2 separate regions of the Zea mays genome follow, and region 2 is linked to region 1. The links are chromatin contacts, called in public Hi-C maps. All regions are on one chromosome and are shown on one strand. Each heading gives the region's core, a stretch centred on a gene start, on an enhancer-like site or on the middle of the called end of the contact. The rest is flanking DNA. Distances are from core to core; before and after follow the strand shown.

Evidence for each region. Hi-C and Micro-C count contacts between places; a contact is called where the count stands out from the background.
Region 2: a contact with region 1 is called in a Hi-C map of tassel, with 1.8 times the contacts expected there. The contact joins the promoter of LOC100286281 here to the enhancer-like site in region 1. A contact is called at or near these places in 2 of 25 Hi-C or Micro-C datasets (leaf and tassel).

Annotation. Positions count from the first base shown.
Region 1 is chr2:230,671,034-230,676,787 of Zm-B73-REFERENCE-NAM-5.0, reverse strand. LOC103648038 (ATP-dependent DNA helicase chloroplastic) reads right to left here. Exons shown (of 15, transcript XM_008672544.4): 12 at 5,588-5,754; 13 at 5,323-5,508; 14 at 4,269-4,634; 15 at 3,743-4,171. The coding sequence ends at 4,533. Among protein-coding and RNA genes, the nearest start is that of LOC100383197, 12 kb to the left of the region's middle. Within about 2 kb of position 1,352, at least 17 of the 20 cell types and tissues checked have an H3K27ac peak or open chromatin away from gene starts, as enhancers often do. A contact at or near this core is called in leaf and tassel, where this site is marked.
Region 2 is chr2:231,103,518-231,109,319 of Zm-B73-REFERENCE-NAM-5.0, reverse strand. It overlaps LOC100286281 (virulent strain associated lipoprotein), which reads left to right and starts at 1,705. Exons shown (of 3, transcript NM_001165736.1): 1 at 1,705-2,831. The coding sequence starts at 2,572. LOC100278623 reads right to left here and starts at 1,515. Exons shown (of 9, transcript NM_001357827.1): 1 at 1,242-1,515. The coding sequence starts at 1,348.

The DNA of each region.
Region 1 (5,754 bases), core at 103-2,602:
GGAACTGGAATTGGTAGCATTCCATCTTAGAATTGAGGAAAGCGGAACAGATCTAGTCAACGCCCACATATTATACCTTCAAAACGATGAATGTCTTCACATTTCACCAACTAGCCAATTTAATCTTGAGAACAATTAAGCTTATCAGATATCTATTGTCGCCGCATGTTGGAATAATAACTCCTAGACATGAATAAACAAATACTTCTGACACAGACCCAGCAACTTAAGATTTAGTTGGTAGCCAGATGACCAAGTAAGACCTGAACTCTTACTGGGCTAGCATAGGGCAGGACATGGACCTCTTGGAGCAAGAAAAAGGGAGATTGGAGATGGAGCATGTGATGCCAGGCTAGATTAGAGCATCTCCAACAATGCCTCAAACTGGTGCCTCAAATTAAAATATAGGGTTCTACACAGGAAAAACTACTCCAACAGTGCCCCATTTCATAAAATTTTGTCAAAAAATTATAGGGCACCCTCTCAAGTGACTCAAATATACTACACCGTAGTGGTCTGCTCTATAATCTAGATTTGGGGCTTTACTGTTGGAGCGGGGTGTTTTGTTGGTGCCCTAAATTCTATAAAATATACTCATTTTCAAATTATAGGACATTTTTATAGGTCACGTTGTTGGAGATGCTCTTATGGCGGGATTTATAGCGACACGAGAGCCACTCCACAGTATTTATAGCTAGATTATGGTCTAACCCTAAGCGATCGAGCGTAGTTTGCCTCTGGTGGCGAGATAAGGGTTACCCAGATGCTAGCATCATTATCCCTCTCTATTTGTTAGGTGAGACAGGGTGAGAGGAACAAACCTACGTGCTTCGTGCGAGGCACGACGGTAAAAACTCGTGCTTTGGAGTAGAAATAAAATACTTAAGTTACTATCAATTCATGAACTCAGTACTACCTTGGTCGTGAATCTTGTAATGGCTACTGCAGACCAACACATGGAGAACATCAACCTCGGAAATATGAAGCGATTTCAATTCAGAGAGCTCCAGGCTGCAACAGAAAACTTTTGCAGCGAGAACATATTAGGAAAAGGTAGGTTTGGTGCCGTTTACCGGGGGCAGCTCCGAGATTGAAGTATTGTAGTCAGTCATTAAGAGGCTAGAAGATGGTAATGCTGCAGGTGGGGAAGTATTGTTTCAGATTGAACTCGAGATGATCAGCTTGGCAGTGCACAGGAACCTGCTCAGACTCTATGGATGCTGCATGACCGTCAACGACAGGCTACTGATGGAATTCCATTTTTCCACTGTGCACGGACGACTGTACCACCCTGCCCTTCGCCACGAAGAAAACGAAGCCACTGGAACCCAGCGCGGAGGGAGCGGCCAGAAAAGTGACCTGTCTGCGTCTCACTCCATTCTGCTTCGTTCCCTTCCTCTCCACCCCCACCCGCCTGTCATCCCCCGTGCAGAAAATCCACCCGCCCCATGTCGCCGTCGTGGCCACTCATGCGGGAGATCTGCCCGCTGCGCGTTTTCCCGACTTGCAGCGGTCGCACCTCGCCGTACGCCGTCGCGCTCACCGTGCTGCTCCTTATCTCTGTCGCCCTCCTCGCGCTCATAGCCTTTGGTGTATTCTTGCTCCACGTGTTGGGGGCAGCGGAGGGGGATTGCGTGCGTAGGGAGGATGATGCCGCCGGTGGAGGAGGTGTGACTGCTCTACCGTGGGGAATATAATGAGGTGCGTAGGGATCAAATGAGATTTGGAAGGCAGTTGGACCACTGTGCGTGGGCCCTGTTCACGCACAGAAGAGGATCTAGTTCCGAAGTGCATAGGTTAGTTGAGATTTTATAATGATTTTTCCCAAAAATGTTGGCGAGGGAGACAGGAACAGATCTAACACGGGAGAAAATTAGATTTATGCTACCATGCTGAAAACTGGTTCGTGAGACAAATGTGAGAGAAATGGATTTACGCGCTTTGTGTGTGACGCACGACGATGGTACAAACTATAGAAACGATGAAAACTAATGTTTTATAGGAATATATAGAAGAGATATGCTATTATTATCAAATACTTTTGATATACCCAGCAGCTTAAACTGGAAGAGTGAAGGACTGAATTGGATTAAACCAAATAGTAGTCCACCTTCTATTTTACCCGTTTAGATGGCCTATGATTAAACTGTAGATGATTAAATTTAAGTGCATTGGTCCAAGCAGATCCTTAGGCATGCTGTGTAATGAATTTCATTTCCATTTTGCACATTTGGATAGAAGTGTTTCTTAAATAAATAAAAAACTCGACTTACAATGGATAAGACCAAGGCTCGACATTTTGATTCGGGTGCTATTGTCATTTCACATATTCGTGAATTTACCGAGCAGGATGTTTCTTCTAACAGTTCAGAGTGCTTTCCTGAGAGATGATTACTTTTTTTTGCCTTCCGCTAAACTATGCTAAGCTTCAAATGTTAAAGCACAAATCTTATACTGTTACTCTCAGCTTTGTTGTACAGAACCAATACATCAAGTCACATAACTACTTTGGCCTAACGAGTAATAATTGGCATGTACACATAGAACAACTTAGGCACTTGTTACCAAAAAGCTACAATTTTGTTGAAAATATACCTACTATTTAGGGACCAGGTTCTGTGATACCAAATGCCAAAATAGTTGAACTATTATTAATTATTAGATGAGGAGTCCAGGTGCATAACAACAACAAAAAAGCTCACACGTTCAACTATTAATTATTAGATGAAGAGTCTATATATAAGGTTACGTGCAACTCCGAGCTAGAGATGTCAATAGTAAATTCCCCAACAGGTTATACCATCTCATACTCATCTTCATCATGTTTGATCTGTCTCCATACCCATCCTTATACCCATCATGAGTTCATCACGTACCCATACCTATTCGGGTTTCGGGTCCTCAATGGGTCCCCATCCTCAATTAAGGGATAACTAGGTATTAACAGGTAGCACAAACTATCTAGATTTTAGACATCACCACATCGGCAAGCACTCATCCATGAACCATGATCCATTTATCTATCCATCAAAAAAGAAATAAGTACTTCGGGACCGATAGAAAAAATGGAGAAATGGAGTTTGCTCACCTTCCTTCTTGGTCACCATCTGAGTTCGTTGGTGCCTGAGAATCTATGGTCGTCACCGTCATCTGGGCAGGGCGTAGCATATGACTGGTTATTTTAGGATTTTGTTTTTTTCTAGTCTGCTAGTTGCCTTGCCGTTTTGCCTTGTTGGGGACCTAGGGCCTGGTGCGCTGTTGCGCTAGGCTTGGTGGCCGGCTCGGCCTCGACTCATTCATACAAACACGACAGGTGTACACGTATGAAATACTCATGGGTAATCGGGTTCAGATTATTGCTTCCTGAACCCATACCTGTTTACCCAATGGGTAGAGATTTTGTCCAATATTCATACTCATGGGGACAATTTTTGTCCTATACCCGTACCCTAATAGGGGAATTTCCCACGGGTTAGCGGGTATCGGGTCCCCATTGACATCTCTACTCCAAGCCTTTGGACCGGTTTTCAAAATACTAGAAACAGTTAAGAGACTGCATAATACAACCCTAAGACAGAAGATAATAAATGCAATAAAGACATAATATGTATAGAAAGTCATGTAAAGACAAATTCTTCGCAAAGAATCCATCTCTTGATTTTTTTTTCTCACTTAGCCCACTATATACATTTCGAGAGACCCTTCATTTAATTAATTAAATTGTACATGCCCTTTGGATACGTGTACGGATGGGTCCAGTGCATTGGATACATTCTCCCTATATAAAAATACTTGTAGTTCCGTGATTTTTTTCAACTATTATAGTTATTGTCAATGTCACAATCTGTTTGAATAGATTTACAACAAATATTAACTCTGACCAATTGGTCAAAAATTCCTAATGTTTTATTGTCAAACAAATGGTCTATTGTTAACGCCATCCCTAGTTCCCTATCTACTCGAGCAATATTTTGATAGTTCATGTCAAAAAAACCTAGAAGAATTTTGAAATGTAATCTATTGTCAGGTACATCTGAACTAGGTCCTCTGAGCTTCCTGATTTCATGTTTCATACTTGCATTGCACCTGAATTTAGCAATTATGCATCAGACACTCATCCTATTGATGTTAGCGAATGTAGAAAACTGCAATGTGTCTGTGGAGCATTCTCCTGAAAAAATTGGCAGGAAAACATCACAAAGAAGATAATTTGAGAAGGATTTATTTTAGCACTGCAAGAATGGGGACTTTGGTGCTCAAGGGAATACCAGTTCGTGTATAGCATTGAAGTATGCTTGTAATGTTGACAATTTTGGCGGACCTTTTCCTAAAGCAGTAGTGTGTATGGGCTTGCTTTGGCCTGCCAGAGCCTGACTGCCAATACCAACATAACGAAGAGTCATCCATCACAGATGAATCAAAGAGCCAAGACTGATTTCTCTGATAGATCATTCTCTTCAAGCATGGACATATTGTCCCCTTTCATGGTGGGCAGCAGAAGCCTTCAGTTCTTATGAAATAGTAACAATAATCTAGTACTTCACAAGGGCTGGTATTACAGTATAGCAGTCCGATAAGCAATGGAAAAGCCAGTTCAGAAGTAGGGTATCTGGCAAATTCACGAGGAGTTCAGCCTGTAGAAAAGAGTACAATTGTCAAAAAGGCGACCCATACAGAAACATATTTTTCTCGGATGACGAATGAAGACATGTGTCATTTCATTAAGGGGATGAGATAAAATATTTTCAAATGGTATAAAATGGAAAAGGTGAATTCTAGTTTGTTCGCATACACCTATGAGTGGAACTTATGTAGATGCCAAGATGCATGAATGATTGGTTGTTGCTTTGGCACAACACAACAGCCCAACAGCCTGGCCCACCGACCTTTAGATGTATTAAGGCCTTGTAAAACAAAGAATTGGTGATTTGTACAAAAAGAAAAAAATAACTATCCAGTACCACAACTCACTATAGGTCAATCAAATGATCGACACTTGGAAGCTGGAACAGTTGGGTGCTTCCAGGCACATGGTTTATGGTTTAATACAAGAACGAGCACTAAGCCAGTAGCCACTGGGCTGTGCACCAACACTAAAGATCACATTAATTTATGCTATATAGATAATATACAAGGTCATGTACTTTAAGAATATTGTTTGATTGGATTTTGGGGATAAAACCTACAAGATCCCAATTTTAATCTCATTCATCACAACTAAAATACTGCTTTGCTTATAGTATTTCAAAATCATTACTGGGACAAATTTCTTCTGTTCCATCTGCTCCATGAAATTGCATACTGGGGCACATGGACCCTTACCTTAATTTCCTTTTCAGCAAATGATAGGGAATTCCGATGTGTCTCAGAAGTCATTGCTTCTGTCATGAGCCTAAATACCTTCTTGTTCATGTTTGTTTTCATGAATATCATCTTGCCAGATGGATATATCCGACTGATACCAAGATCTGCAGCCATCCGCCTTACATAGAGCTTTTTCAGTAGTAACTGCAAGAGAAAGAAATAACACAACAGAGTAAACCACTAATCATGATTCATGAGTCCTGATTATAGCATAAACAAGCACCTCCATATCACGGGGCTCCTTTCCGTATCGTCGACGGAGGTCTTCTGTAAACTGTATCAAGGTCCATAGATCTTTCTCTGCAGCTTTTGCCGCTTCATTGAGCAACTCAACAGGATTTTCCAGATAACTTATGTATTCAGAAGAGAGACGTGGAGAAATGTTTATAT
Region 2 (5,802 bases), core at 456-2,955, 430 kb before region 1:
TCATACGATGCAAAACAACAATGGCCTCTGTTTTATAAGGCAGTGCCTAGGTGCTAGTACCTAGGCATTGTTCTGCCTAAAGCAATTTAAGACTTTGCTAACAACAATGGCCTCTGTTTTAGAAGGCAGTGCTTAGGAGATAGTAACTACGCATTGTTCTGCCTAAAGCAATTTAAGACTTCGCTAGTATATGAAAGTTTGACTAATTATAGATAGAAAGATAAACTATGGTCACGAACTCACGGATTTCACGAATGCGTGATACATGATATTACTCTTGCATAATTACCTAGGAGACGCTTAGGGTGTGATTGGTTGCCCGTTCAGGCTTAGGTCTGGCTCGATATGGCATGCGGGCTCGATTGGGCCAGTATCCTTACATGGAACCATTGTTGTTTGGTTGTATGCAGGTTGAGATGAGCTTTTGTTTAGTTGACCGTGTAGACTAGCATTTTTATGAAAAAATGATCAACGCGTATACAGTGAAATAATTGGCTCCTGTGAACTAAAACACAGATGCAGAACTTGGGTATAAAATGGTGGAAACCAACAACATGAATTGAAGATAAAGGGGGAAATTCTAAACTCACGTTCTACTGGGAAACAGGATAAGTTCTCAAGCACGGCATATCTGGAATTATAACAGGCAAGGCCTTATACATAAGCACAACTTATAAGGGGCAGTAAACAAGTTAAACCCCCTGAAAAGACAAAATACAGGAGACAATGAATTGAAAGAATAACAACAAAAACTGAAAATGGTTTCGCACCACAGAAAACAGACCTGCCATCTGGCTGCCATCAGAGCATGAAACAATAAGAAGAGATCTCCACCGTTTAAGTGTTTCTTACAGATACAGTTGCCTCTAGCATTGACAGTTGATATCCCGAATTTCCATTTCCTCCTAACCTCTAAAACCCTAGGAGCTGCCAACTGCAACTGAGACGTGCACCACCCGTTCTGAAGACCATGATTCAGGATTCATCATCGCCGCTCGCCTTCATCTCCTACCAGGACAGCAGAAGTAGAAACCCTACCCCCGAGACCGCCCCACTAGCCCAAAACCCTCCCGCAGTGCACGTTTCTCCGCAGCAAGCAACGGCAGACCAAACGTGACCACGAGAAGCGACCTAATTCCATACGCCATAGACCTGAACATTAGAGCGTGCAAACCATAGACGAGGGGCAGGGCGGTCACGCCAGCCTCGGAAGTTGGAGGAAGGGGAGAGAGTGTGCTCACTCGGCCTGCTTCTTGAAGTCTGCGACGCGGGCGCGCATGGCCTTCTCGATCTCCGCCTCCCTCTCTTGCGCCTCCATGGCGGCGGCGGCTTCGTCGTCGGCGCCCATGAGGTGCCGGTGTTGGCCGCCCTGCCGCAGCTGGAACGAGATCCTCTGACGTTGGGGACCGCGGCTGGCCCCGTCGCTCGTGGTCGCCTCCGTTTGCTACTGATGCCGTTTTCAAGTCTCGGCGTAAACACTCCAATTGCTGCCGCCTGCCGGTACTGTGTGATCTTGAGGGACTCGCGGTCACGTTGGGTCTGGATCTGGACTCATCCGGGTCGGACGACTCACATGGGCCTGGGCTGAGCTGGACCGGGCGGTCATATCACGCTGTGGGATTGGTGGCCCGATTGCTTTTGCTTCTCCCCAGCGCCCACCTTGTATACCTGGGCGTAGCCTTGGAGGTTAATTACAACTTCCCACAGATAGATTCCGCGGGCTGCGAGCATCCCCCACCTCATCGGCCCCCGCGTGCGGCGGCGGGCGACTCTACCTGACCTGGCCTGCGTCCTCCCGCTTTCCAGCCAGCAAGCCAGACTCCGCCCCTCTCCGAAGGCTCCGATCGTCTGGTTTCGTCCAGATCCGGCTCCGCTGAGGCTCTAGATCGCGTCGCGCACGATGCAACGCGACCTGTCGCGGTCGCTGTCTCCGCCGCGCCGGCGTCGGCGGTCGCCATCACCCGAGCGGTACCGCGGCCGGAGGGGCCGTAGGGACCGAAGCCCTAGCCGTAGCAGGTCCCCCTATCGCCCCTCGTATAGGTGACCACATCTCCCGACACACGCCACAGAAATCTGGCGAGTCTTCGTTTTATTTTTTTGGGGTTTGTACTGTAAAAAATTTGAGGCGATGCTGATCGCCTTCATTCGAATTTTGTACTATAGCTTGGTTTGTGACTGTTAGAGGTGGATAGTGTGGTAGTATATTGTGCCATATCATACTTGAATTAAATATGATTATGAACGTCAAATTTCATAACACCATGATTTCTGATTTCCAAGGGGAAAATGATTTGGATGCTTTTGCATTACAGAATTAAAATAAAAATGCTTCGATGCAGCATGGAATATATCAGCAGATGAAGCTTAGATATAGTTATGCCATGTTTTGCATTACCTGCCTATACAGACTAACAAGAGTTGTTTTCGTAAAACGCATGGAATCTACAAAGATTTTACTCTGTGCTGTATTGCTGTGGAATGCTCTACCCCTGTAACAGTGTCTAAGGTAACTGCTTTTGCCCATGTTTTAGGGCTTCAAGAGATAATGGTAATTCCTTGTCTATTGTTGTGATGATCCTAATTTTATCCTTACAGTGCTCATCTTTGTCTTGCAGAAGGAGGAGCCCTTTCCCATCCCCGAGAAGGCGTGAGAGCTGTTCTCCATCTCCTAGGAGGCGCAATAGTCCACCTCCATCACGGAAGCGTTACAGAAGAAAGAGCAGTCCGAGTGTCATTAGCTCTCCAGTTACTGCATCTCAAAGTTCCCACCTTGGGTTGGAAGAGAATAAGAATGCTATTGATACGCAAAGGCTACAAGAAGAAAAGAAAAGGTGGGAAGTATCTGCTTTACTATGCAGTCTACATTATTTTTTCCTACAGAGTCAAATGTTTACTGTTGCACCCTTTGCATAACTCTTCTGTGATGCTAACAATGAAATTGTGCTGATTTAGTTGCTATTTGCACTGGAATGTGTCACAAGGTCAGCTCTATTTGACAATCTGTTGTCCATCTGTTTTCCAGAGTACATATGTGCAATATTATTTTGGATTTTGCAAGTATTACAGATATAAATACGACTTGAATATCTGACAGCTGTGTGTGAATCACTTAGGTTATATGAGACGATTGTGGCTTAAGGTGCAAGTTTAAATTCAGTAGTTGCGTCTGTATTCCTTGAAATTGCAGCTTTACGTACAGCTACCCCAAAAAAATCATCTATGGTTAACACACTGCAACATATCTTTTTTTTCTCGAATTACACAGGAGAGTTGCGTGTCATTTCATTTAAGAAGAAAAAGATACAACACCCGAGGGGTGGAAAGAAGCCCCCCCCCTCCCCGCAACACATCACCAAAAGGTAACATACGCGCCACGCACTAAACCTAAAAGAACGACCACACAGGGCTGCTCAGGCTTCCAGCCTTGGCTTCCTGCTGAGCAGCTCATGGAGGGCCGTGTTTGTGGCCATACACTAGAGCTCACTCTCCTCTGCTACTTCCTGACACACCAAGGAAATACTAGGACTAAGACCCTCAAAACGCACACATTCCTATGTCTCCAAATTGTCCAAGCAACAAGAATGATTAGAGAAATCCTTTTCTCTTCTACTTTGGCACTTTGTTGACTGCACATCCCCACCAGCGAGCAAAATTTCTCAATTTGTGGAGCAGCGGCCTGCAGTCCAACAAAACAGAGGATTTTGGTCCAAGTCTCCCGGGAGAAGACGCAAGACACTATAATGTGTTGAGCTGACTCATCTTCCTGGTCACAAAGGAGGCAGACACTAGGATGTGGCAACCCATGTTTCAGCAAGCGATCCGTCGTCCAAACTCTGTTCTTGATTGCCAGCCATATGAAGAATTTGCACCGGAGAGGTGCCCAAGTTTTCCAAGTATTTTTGCAAGGTTCAATCGTAACAGTTCCCAAGAAAAAAGGTGTTATAAGCAGATTTACTAGAATACTGTCCTGAACTTGTGAACTTCCAAAAGTGATGATCAGGAAGGGCTGGTTGCAAGGTAAAACCTTCCACCAACATCCAAAGCTTCAGGTATTCGACAATCACCTGGACTGTGAGGGCTCCCTGGATGTCAGTGACCCAACGCCTGTTAGATAGGGCTTGAGAAACAGCGCGTTGTCTTCTTGCTCTCTTAGGAATTAACTGAAAAAGATTAGGGTCCAGTTCTCCCACAGAGCTACCGTGCAGCCACCGGTCAGTCCAGAATTTGGTATCAACACCATTTCCGACCTTTGTTTGCACCGCCACATGAAAGAGAGCTCAGGCCTTATAGGGAACCTGAATGGGCAGCCCTTCCCAAGGCCGTGAAGAATCTGTTTTTTTTTTGTAGCCAAAGCCATCGGATGTGTAAGGCCCATCCCATTTTTTCAAGGTTGAGAACCCCTAGGCCATCACACTGCAACGGCATTTGAACCTTCTCCCAAGACACAGGGCAATTGCCTCCATTAGCATTTTGATGACCTCCCCACAAGAAGCCCCGTCACAGCTTATCAATAGCTTTGATCACCCATTTGGGGAGATCCAGAGCTAGCATATCATGGATAGGGATGGCAGAAAAAACAGCACGGACCATCACAAGCTAACCGGCTCGGCTCATGAGAGAAGCCTTCCATTTTGGGAGGCAAGCTGCTATTTTATCAATCAAAGGCAGCAGGCACTCTTGGTTGGTTTCCGAATAGTAAGAGGTATCCCCAGGTAGGTGCAAGGTAAATTCCTGATTTCACAATCCAAGAGCTCAGAAATGACCTTCAAGTCTTCAATTGTGCAATTAATGGGGCACACTGAGCTTTTAGCGAGATTGGTCTGGAGGCCTGACGCATAACCAAAAGCCTTCAACAGCTGAGATATGAGAAGCAGATCATCTCGATTTGGCCTGAGGAACAAGATGGCATCATCCACATATAAAGAAATCCGGTGCTTAGCCTGCTGAACAGCCAGCGGCTGTAGGAAATATGCTTGGACAGCTTTAGTGATTAAGGCATTCAATGCCTCCATGACTAGCAAGAACAACACTGGGGATAAAGGACCCCCTTGCCTCAGCCCCCGATGATGCAGAATGAATTCTCCAGGCACACCATTAACCAGAAGTTTTGTGGAGGAGGTGGAGAGAAGAAGGCAGAGCAGGTTATACCACTTTCGTCCAAACCCCATGTGCTGCAGGACCTCAAGTAAAGACGCCCAAGAAACTGAGTTGAACGCTTTAGATATGTCGAGCTTGAAAAGGATATAAGGTTCAACATGTCTTTCATGTAAAAAAAATGTATGGGATATAACAAATTTCTTTGTAACTTTATGTCTACAAATTTAAATTGTTTCTGAGCAAGAAGGTTTTTTTTTATTTTCCATGTGGTATCTTCTAAGAAATGCTATGCCCTTTTTACAGCCTACGTTGACCGGTTTTTGAAGGTACTCTTGTAGTTTGTTTTGGACTTGAATTATAGTTTCTTTAATTAACTAATATCTGTGATGTAATATTTGTTGTAGAAGTTGTGATTCAAAGCATTTATATTCTTGCTGGAAATTAGTTTTCAAACCACCATTTAACTGTGAACTTGCCTCAGTAGAATGTGATGAAAGAAATAAAAGAGGGGTATGTGTGAAATATTACCAGTACCATTTCATAAAGTTTACATCAGTTTGTATTAACTATTGTGCGCGTCACCCCAGAAACCAGTAAAAATTATTTTTGTTAAAAAATCATGAATGCTACTTGAGATGTGCTATCAGAAGAGTTTTCCCATGTAAACACAAAGTTACAGTAGTGTCATTAGAAGGGCAAGCCTCA